3 separate regions of the Zea mays genome follow, and all the other regions are linked to region 2. A link is a contact called in public Hi-C data. All regions are on one chromosome and are shown on one strand. Each heading gives the region's core, a stretch centred on a gene start, on an enhancer-like site or on the middle of the called end of the contact. The rest is flanking DNA. Distances are from core to core; before and after follow the strand shown. Region 1 holds the start of LOC103638703 (C2 and GRAM domain-containing protein). Region 2 holds the start of LOC103638705. Region 3 has its middle 19 kb from the start of LOC103638703.

Region 1 (3,072 bases), core at 55-2,554, 370 kb before region 2:
TTTTAGCGGGTGAACTAGAAAGAAAAATATAATCCAAAATTTGCGTGCATGAAATGGGAACTCCCAGGAGTCATGTTTTTCGAATCTGACATAAAAATAGAACCGTAATAACAACCTACTAGAGCTATCAACCTTTCACATTGGCTCGGTATTTACGCTTATAACTGAGGGGTTTTATGCTCAAAACTTAAGGTTTTTAAGCTCGAACCTGAAGATGCATCCACCAGTGAACAATATACTAGATTTTTTACGAAGTGTACCACATTGTATAAATACTTACATCATGTAGCATAATTTGTATAAGTATATATCATAAATAGGTCTAACGAGCCTAGTTGCATGTTTGTTGGAGCTATCCTATATTTATGGAGGAAATAAAGCATTTAAATAAGTTTTTTTGTTTTCATGCATGTCAATCGATTTTCTTTCATCGTAAATCTTGCCATCCTAAATTTGTGCGTATGCAGCAGGAAACAAATTTTTACGCAGTGTACCGAATTGCATAAATATCTACACCGTATAGTATAATTAGTATAAGTATATATCATAAACTAGTTCTAACGAGTTTAGAGGCATTGCTATTGGAGGGATCCTATATTTACGAAGGAAATAAAACATTAAATACGATTTTTTGTTTCTATGCATGCCAATTCATTTCCTTTCATTGCACATTCTTTCCATCATAAATTTGTGCGCATGCAGCGGGTAACAGATTTTTACGTAGTATACCGAATTGCATAATTATCTACACAGTGTAGCATATTTAGTATCGATATATATATCATAAAATGGTTCGTACGAGTCTAGCTGCATGGCTGTTGCAGCAATCCTATATTTATGGAGAAAAATAAAACATTTAAAAATAGAAACCACCACACATCTGTTTCATAAATTTACGCGCATGCAAGGGAACGTGTTTGACTCATGCATGTATTTCTTTTTTTACGCGCATAGGCGTGGGGCACCCAACAGCCTGTTTGAGTCGGCGCGCCGGATTGAACCAGGTTGCAGGGGTGGTTGCTGGGCTTACTTTAACTATTGGAAGCCCAGCAGAACTCCTATTATACTTGTCCATATGTAATATATGTATTTTATATATGTGTCTATATTCATTATTACTATCTATTTAAATATAGATATAAAACTAAAAGCTAAAAGAAATACTACTATTCTACTGTAAAAATAGAAAGATATCTCTCTGTATAAAAGCAGGGAACCTCTTGCTGATCCCTAGAATATCACTTGGAAGCGCCTGCCACGTGGGTACCTTGCTTCACACCTATGTCTTGGAGCGTCTGCCAAGGGGGATAGCTTGCTTCCCACCTATGTCTTCGGAGTCGGAGCGCCTGCTGTCACGTGGATAGCTTGCACCCGTTTCTTCTGAGCGCGCTTCCCACTGAGGCCTGATATGGCTGGTTTTTGGCTTTTTGCTTCTTTCTTGATATGAAAGTGGCCATGTCACGTGGGGGTCGCTTCTTTGATTGGTTTGGTTCATTCGTCTTCAGTTTTTGGCTATGTTTGGAATGTGCCTATGTTGGTAACCTGAACCTGAAGCAGCCCATGCGGCACGGAGCTTGCCCATCCTCGTACATAGGAATCCCAGCGTTTTTTTTTCTCCCTATGCAAATGTTTAGAAACCTGAACATTTTGTCCCCACGCCTATGCCTATGTTTAGAAACCTGAAACAGCCCAGCCCATGCTGCACGAACCACAGCGGGGGAGGAAGCAATAGCTCAAAACCGTCCAACCTCTCTCCCGCTCTTTCTTGATCGATTCGCTCTATCACCGTCGCTCTTCCTTGACCGATCCGTTCATCACCGCCGCCGGCCGGGACCCTCGCATCGCATGCATGACCAAGTCGGCGGCGAGGAGCGCGTCGACGGTGTCGGAGGCGGCGGCCGCCGCCGCGGCGATGTCGCTCCCGTCCATGACGAAACCGGGGAGGAACAGCACTACGTCCGTGGAGGCGGCGACGGAGAGCGCGCTGCGGGTTACGCCGATGAAGCTGCTGGTGCGCGTGGTGGAGGCGCGTGGCCTCCCCGCCGTGCACCTCAACGGCTCCAGCGACCCCTTCGTGAAGCTCAAGCTGGGCAAGCGGCGCGCCAAGACGGCCGTGGTGAAGCGCAGCCTGTCGCCCGCCTGGGACGAGGAGTTCAGCTTCCTCGTGGGCAACGTCGCCGAGGAGCTGGTCGTGTCCGTGCTCAACGAGGACAAGTACTTTAGCAACGACCTGCTGGGTCAGGTCCGCCTGCCGCTGTCCCAGGTCATGGAGACCGACGACCTCTCCCTCGGCACCCAGTGGTACCAGCTCCAGCCCAAGAGCAAAAAGTCCAAGAAGAAATGCCGCGGTATCATCGCAGTTGCGCGCTTTCTCAACCTCTCCTTCTTTCTTCCCGCAACATTATCCACGTGGAGTGGAGTACGATGCAAATCAAATACTAGTGATTTTTCGTCTTGATCCATGACCTAGATTTGCTTGCTAAATTTTCAGGAGAAGTTTGTCTGCACGTATCGTTGTCCACAAGAACCCACGTATCCGAAGAATCACAGAGCGTTCCCCATCCTGCATCAGACGACCTGGCGTCCAGTTCAGACAGCACCATCGAGCACAAAACGCTGTCGACAACATATAGCTGCATCGACCTATCAGCCGTCCCCAGCATCGAACGAGCGTCTCGCAGCAGCTTCGAGCGATTCCCTTCCAGCATTCTGGAGCAGCCAGACCGGAGCAGCGTGGAGGACTTAGCAGCCCCTGACCCTGGTGGACCAGCAGCAGCCGCAGACACCGACGCGATGCCAACCCCGTCGTCAGTGGTGGAGGTCCTGTCCCGCTACTTCTTCAGGAAACCCGAGAACGCCACCGTGCAGCAGGTGCAGCATTCTGTCGCATCGGACACCACCGACCATCCAGTCGTCGACCGTCAGCTGCAAGAGCCAAACGCGAGCTCATCAGAAGACCGTGAGATCCCCGAGAGAGTCACGGTACCTGAGCCAAGCCTCGACGAGCTGCTCAAAGTCATGGAGTCAAAAGACCAAGGCAGCGAAATGCCGGCCGCCTTGCCTGGTGGCACG
Region 2 (3,100 bases), core at 25-2,524:
GTCTTCCTGTTTGAATAAAGCTTGCCGACACAGGTCCAAAAAAGTTTTCATCTGTCGTAGGAATGCACATAGTGAGAAGACAGGATGCTTTGCCACAAAGTAATATGGCATCGTAATAATTAGCATATATTACTAATAAATAATAGAAGGGTCACACACTCACACTAGAAGCATGGACACGCAAAACCATGTAGTGATGTTTTACTTTCTAATAATTTCTAAATCCCAAAAAACAAGTGAATCCACAAGCAACTTCAAATCCATTGACGGTGCTTCGTTTTAAAGATCTTACTGAGCAACAATACAGGAATGACTGCTAGCTTAATGTACTGTGCAATCAATACGCCATCTACACCTTAGATCTCTGCATTGCATCTATATTCATAATTCAGCAATCAGCACAATAAATTGCCTACTGTATCAAAAGTACAGCCCAGCACATCTAGCATCAACATCTTGATCCAACACAAAGAGAAGTATGGAACATCTGAGCAGCAAACCTGACATAATCCAGTTGAAAAATGCAGCAACCTGACTACCTGAGCATCAGAAATAAGTTCGGCGTAAAAAAAACCTAAATATCCATTAACTGTGGGAAGCAAACTATGTGGGGGTCGTAACAAAATCAACATCCAATTCACGATATTTTTTATTTCGAAACAAACAGAGGACCCCACCATCGGCGGAGGCGATGGATTCAGCGGCGCTGTCTGGGTACGACGAGTCGACGTCGTGGAGGAAGATGACAGGGGGGCGGTTGAAATCCTCCTCCGTGTCGTCCTCAACCTCCCGGCCAACCGAGGACCTCCTGGGAGAAGGGGGTGCGGGGGTGGAGTCGGGCTCGCGCTCCTCGGGAGGCGTCTCGAAGTCCTCGTCGCGGTCGAACACGTGCACCGCGGTGGTGTCCGCGAAGCTCACACGGCGGGAGCGCCTCCGCGCAAACTTATCATCCTCCGATCCGGGCGACAATATGATGCCGCCGCTGCCGCCGATGTCCATGGAGACGGGGAACTGAGGAGCAGAGCTAGGGTTCGGGGTTCAAAATTTTGGGGAAGAAAGCGACCTGCACTGCTGCAGCGTTCCGTTGAGGGATTCTGGAGGGAAATATGTTTCGGTCTCTTATGTAGTTATGTGAGGTGAGGATACCACTTACGAGTGCGGATATTTACAAACATAAGACTCGCAACCTAGAACTTTTCTCTTCTAGCATCGGCCCTAGGCGACTTACAAAAATAACACACCGAAACAGGCTCTCACACTTGTTGAGCCGCGATTATCGGGTAATGTCAGACCGTGGACTGATATGTCCATGGCTATCTTTTTCTTTTGGGATCCCATTTCTTTTCCCCTCCCGATCGTAGTCTTCGTCACTCTTCTTCCCGAGTTCTCTTATGCACCTATAATTTTGTTTTGTGCACTTATGTTTTCCTCACGATTCAGTTTTGTACACCTATATTAACCTAGCATTGTAAACCTTTTGTTGTTCAAGAGCTAAAGGACGGTCTCAAAGATGCCATTGTGAAAATGCAGAACACTTCTAGGAAGCTGAACAGACTAGTAGTTTGTGTATGTGTATGACCACATGATGGTCTATTTCTTTGTGTATGAACTTAATTATGTGTGTATGTGTCGAAGTGTTGGTCTATTTGGTGAATGTGTTGAAGTCATGTGCTCAAGTGAGGTGAATTGTATTAACTGAATTGTATCTCCGAATTTGAAGTGATGTTGTCATGTGCTCAAGTAATGTGAATTGTATCTCTGTTTTCTGAATCTGAATATGTGCTCAAGTCATGTTGTTATGTCATGATGCTTTCTGTGTGTCGAATCCGAATCTGCTAAACTGTGTGCTGGTACTAAGGCTCTGTTTGTTTCGGATTATAATCTCTCTAGAGTATATAATTCAGCGCAAATAATCCAACAGGTAAACAAACACCTAGATTATGAGTTCGGATTATATAATCTAAAGCCCAGATTATGATAATCTCATAATATCCTAAAGAGTAGCTTATTTGAGATTATTTTGGTAAAAGACCCACTACCCATTGTTATGTAAATAGAAATTACAATATAAATACCATCATTCTTTCCTCACCTCAAATAAACAAACAAGGGTATTGTTGTCTTTATGAATAATCTACATTTGTATAATCTAGACTACCAAACAACTACATGTAGATTATAATATATCTAGATTATAATTTAGATTATAATCTGGATTATATAATCTATAAGCTGAAACAAATAGACCCTAAGTGTTGGCAGCTAGTTTTTCGTTTTAGATTCAACAGGCAGGTTTCATGTTTCAGTTGCGGGGCTTGAACCAAAGGAGGAGGAGGCTATGATCCTTGTACCAGCAATGGAGACGGCACCGGCAATGGGGGCGGAGCCGACGGTGCTACAAACAATGGAAGAGACGGATGTGCATGTTCAACCAGCACTGGAGTAGGTGAACCTTGAAGCAAGGGAGGAGTGGCACAAGCGGATCCATGGAGAGTGGGGCAGCAAACGGGAAGAACACGGGAAAAAATGAGATGAAGACTACGCTAGGGAGTGGAAAAGAGAAAGATATCGGAGGGCATATCAGTCCATGGCCAGATCTTATCTGCTAATCGTGGCTCGACGCACGTGACGGGTGTGTTTGGATGCAGGTCCAAATATTCCACATTGTCTTGCCAATCTATTGTAGCCGATATTTGGTTGTAGGACAATTTTTGGCTATGCCCATAAAATTTTGGCCATGCCAATACAAATCTATGCCAAATTTTGGCCAAAACTAAGGCCAGCAAATCGGCTGCCAAATTTTAGCTTGGCCGCAACGTATTTTGGCCACAAATCAAACACCATAAGTCCAAATTTTGGCTTAGCCTAGATTTGGTAAGCTGTCAAATTTTGGCCGGCTTTCTTTGGTCCACAACCAAACAGACCCGAGAGCCTGTTTCAGGGCTATTGTTGAAAGTTGTCAATGGTCGATTCTAGAAGAGAAAAGTGCGGCGTTGTGAGTCTTATGTTTGTAAAAATCTGCCACGGATAGGAAGAGCGGGAGGGCGTTGTCCTCATTGGTATTTATGCTTGTTTCAATTATTTGTGTGTGTGTTTGTAA
Region 3 (2,830 bases), core at 181-2,680, 350 kb before region 2:
AGAGTCTTTGGCTTGAATGGAATCCCATTCTCCAGAAGATATTGCAGAAACTCTAGGTACTTCCTCTTGTAATGCACTGTTTTCTTGCAGTAGAGGCATGCATCATGTTGCACTTAGAAGTTGCTTGACTGCTTCAGTTGATTATTGCTAGTAGAAGTCTGGTGATCATGCTTCATCTGCTTCTTGAACTTATTTTGAGAGTTCTTGTTCTATTTGGGGATATTTTTTTACAAAGTTGACAGAGTCTCCTTTCTGCTTCAACATTTTCTCCTTTTGAACACACTATGCCATGAGTTGGTCTATGTTCCAATTATCTGTCACACTGGTGTTGTACTGGATATGAAATGTCTAATAGTTCTTTGGCAGAGACATCATTATCATGAACACTACAAATTCCTCATGCATGGGAGACCCGAGGTATTTGTTTATCTTAGCAACCACGAAGATCATGTTCTGTATGAATGCTTTGACACCATTTCCATTGTACTTTGCATTGACAAATTCCATTATCAGAGAGCATGCATATGCCTTGGAGGACCTTTTAAAATGAGAACCTATCTTCTCAAGGTACTCCTTGGCAGTCTCACATTCTGATATAGAACCCTAAAGAGGATCCTTGATGCTTCTCTTGATGATGATCAAGCACTTGCCATTGGATCTCTCCCACTTAACCTTATCGATGCTGTATTGCATCTAATTATGATCATAGTTGGAAGTGCCCATTGTGGGCTCTATAGGTTTCTCAAACCGCAGTGAGTAATCTATTTCACCCATTGTGGTTATTTCCCCCAAGAATGGTAATTACTACCATCCAGTGGTTTAATCTATGCGATCTGACCAATCTGCATGTAGTGTTTGCACCTTTAAAATATTAAAATAGAAAAAATATTTAGGACAACTGAAACGAAATACTGAAGCATATAACTTGCATGATTAAATATTTAACATTGGTCAAATAATAACCATTCATGATAAACAAAGTTTCTTGTTTAATAATTCTAAACTATTGTTGGATGATCTAGAAAATATAAACTTGTACAAAATATGGTAACAATATCGAACATTGGTAAATTATTCAGTTAACACAAATTTTCTAAATTCCACGTGATTTAAACTATAATTAATTCACATTGGTTTCATAACTAACCCAAATTGCACAAAAAATTAAAACAAAGTACGCAACAGAATAAAATAGTCTAAAAATATCTCTATAATTTTCTAAGTCTGGAAATAATATTGCTAAAAATTTCTTTACTATTTTACTAATTTCTTTACTATTTACTTTTTGCTGGAAATACATTAAAGGATTCTGAAATCTCTTGAAAAAGAAAAGGGCCAGCTGGCCTTGGTCGGCCTCATTGGCACGACCCATATTGGCCTTTCGGCGTGCAGGAAGCACATAGCGCACCTGGGCCCGAGCCACCATTCTGTCCCAGCTCACGGATGGTTCCCCACCGCCTTAAACACGACCGCTTCATCGAATCGGATAGTCCTGGTGACCCGAGGCACTGTGCGTCGGTTATAAGACGTTGAAACTTTGGAGGGGGTTGGTGAAAGCGAAATGTGCCCTTGGGACATTTCCATGTGTTTTGGTGATTAACTGCTCAACACACTACTATAAACTAACACTTTTCACATGAGCATGAGTACACATTATAATCTAGCAAATTGAAGATGTCAAGTCCAAAAGAGCACAAACAAGGATCTAGAAAGCAACTTTGTGAGATATGGTATAAGTGTGAGCACTTTTGGGGCTTGAGTTTGGGGCATATTACAAATCCTGAAGGAAATAGATGAAAAAGGTATAGTTTCAAGACTTAGTCAATTGTTTTATGTGCTAATCATTTTTGTCTAGGTGCTAAGGATCATCTAAAGTCGAGCCAAACGAAGCCAAAGGAATTTAACACAAAAAAGGAGAAGATGGGCTGGTCTGGGCAGCACTAGGCAGTCCGATGATTGTACGGGCAACGAGGCCACTCTCGGGTTCAGCCAGGCCTACTCGGCTATAATTCACCGGACGGTCCGCGTAGAGCCCCGGACAGTCTGGTGTGATAGTCAGCTAACGGCTATCAACCACGTCAGCAGACTCCAACGATCAGATGGTGCACTGGACAGTCCGGTGCCCGTCTAAGAAGAGAAGTGGCCAATCAGTGATCTTCTAACCATTGTATTGTGCAGTGTCTAGTGTGCCACTAGACAGTCTGGTGCACATGCATACAAAAAGGTTGGGAGCTCTAATGGCTCCTAGGCCCCTTGGGACTATAAAAGGACCCCTAGGCACCATGGAGCAACAGACCAAGCATTCTAAGAGCACACGCGACCATGCTGTTTGAATTGTTTGAGAGATTTGCGCGCTTTTCTGAGCTGTAACTCAGTTGTTCTTGTTCTTGTGCTTTTTTCTTCGCTTGTGTGCATGTTATTGCTGCGATTGTGCTCTTGTGTCTGTGTTCTTACTCCCCCTTACTTCGGTTTTGATATTGATCACTTGTGTAAGGCATGAGAGATTGCAATTCGTGGAGATTCCTCACAAACGAGATTGATATAAGGAAGAATACCGTGACACTCAAGTTTGATCTTTGGATCACTTGAGAGGGGTTGAGTGCAACCCTTGACCGAAGGAGGTCACCACAACGTGGAGTAGGATTTGGCCGAACCATAGGAAAAAACGATGTGTCTCTTATCCATTTACTTTACTGTGATTTCTATCTTCCTTAAGCATAAGCTTCACTTACATATTACTCCTAGTTTAATACACATCTCAAGTGAGCAATTAGGTGAAGAATCTTTCTTTCTTTCCTCTTCTCATCCGAACTTGTTTTTTAGTCTCTCT

Evidence for each region. Hi-C and Micro-C count contacts between places; a contact is called where the count stands out from the background.
Region 1: a Hi-C map of leaf shows a contact between it and region 2, with 4 times the contacts expected there. The contact joins the promoter of LOC103638703 here to the promoter of LOC103638705 in region 2. A contact is called at or near these places in 2 of 25 Hi-C or Micro-C datasets (leaf and tassel) and 1 of 3 datasets of contacts at active chromatin or transcription factors (leaf).
Region 3: a contact with region 2 is called in a Hi-C map of seedling, with 2.5 times the contacts expected there. The contact joins the enhancer-like site here to the promoter of LOC103638705 in region 2. A contact is called at or near these places in 2 of 25 Hi-C or Micro-C datasets (seedling and an unstated tissue).

Annotation. Positions count from the first base shown.
Region 1 is chr9:96,744,171-96,747,242 of Zm-B73-REFERENCE-NAM-5.0, forward strand. LOC103638703 (C2 and GRAM domain-containing protein) reads left to right here and starts at 1,305. Exons shown (of 9, transcript XM_008661542.2): 1 at 1,305-2,348; 2 at 2,492-3,072. The coding sequence starts at 1,850.
Region 2 is chr9:97,113,302-97,116,401 of Zm-B73-REFERENCE-NAM-5.0, forward strand. It overlaps LOC103638705, which reads right to left and starts at 1,275. Exons shown (of 15, transcript XM_008661545.3): 1 at 678-1,275; 2 at 1-51. The coding sequence starts at 999.
Region 3 is chr9:96,763,406-96,766,235 of Zm-B73-REFERENCE-NAM-5.0, forward strand. No RefSeq gene overlaps it. Among protein-coding and RNA genes, the nearest start is that of LOC103638703, 19 kb to the left of the region's middle. Within about 2 kb of position 1,431, at least 12 of the 20 cell types and tissues checked have an H3K27ac peak or open chromatin away from gene starts, as enhancers often do. A contact at or near this core is called in seedling, where this site is marked.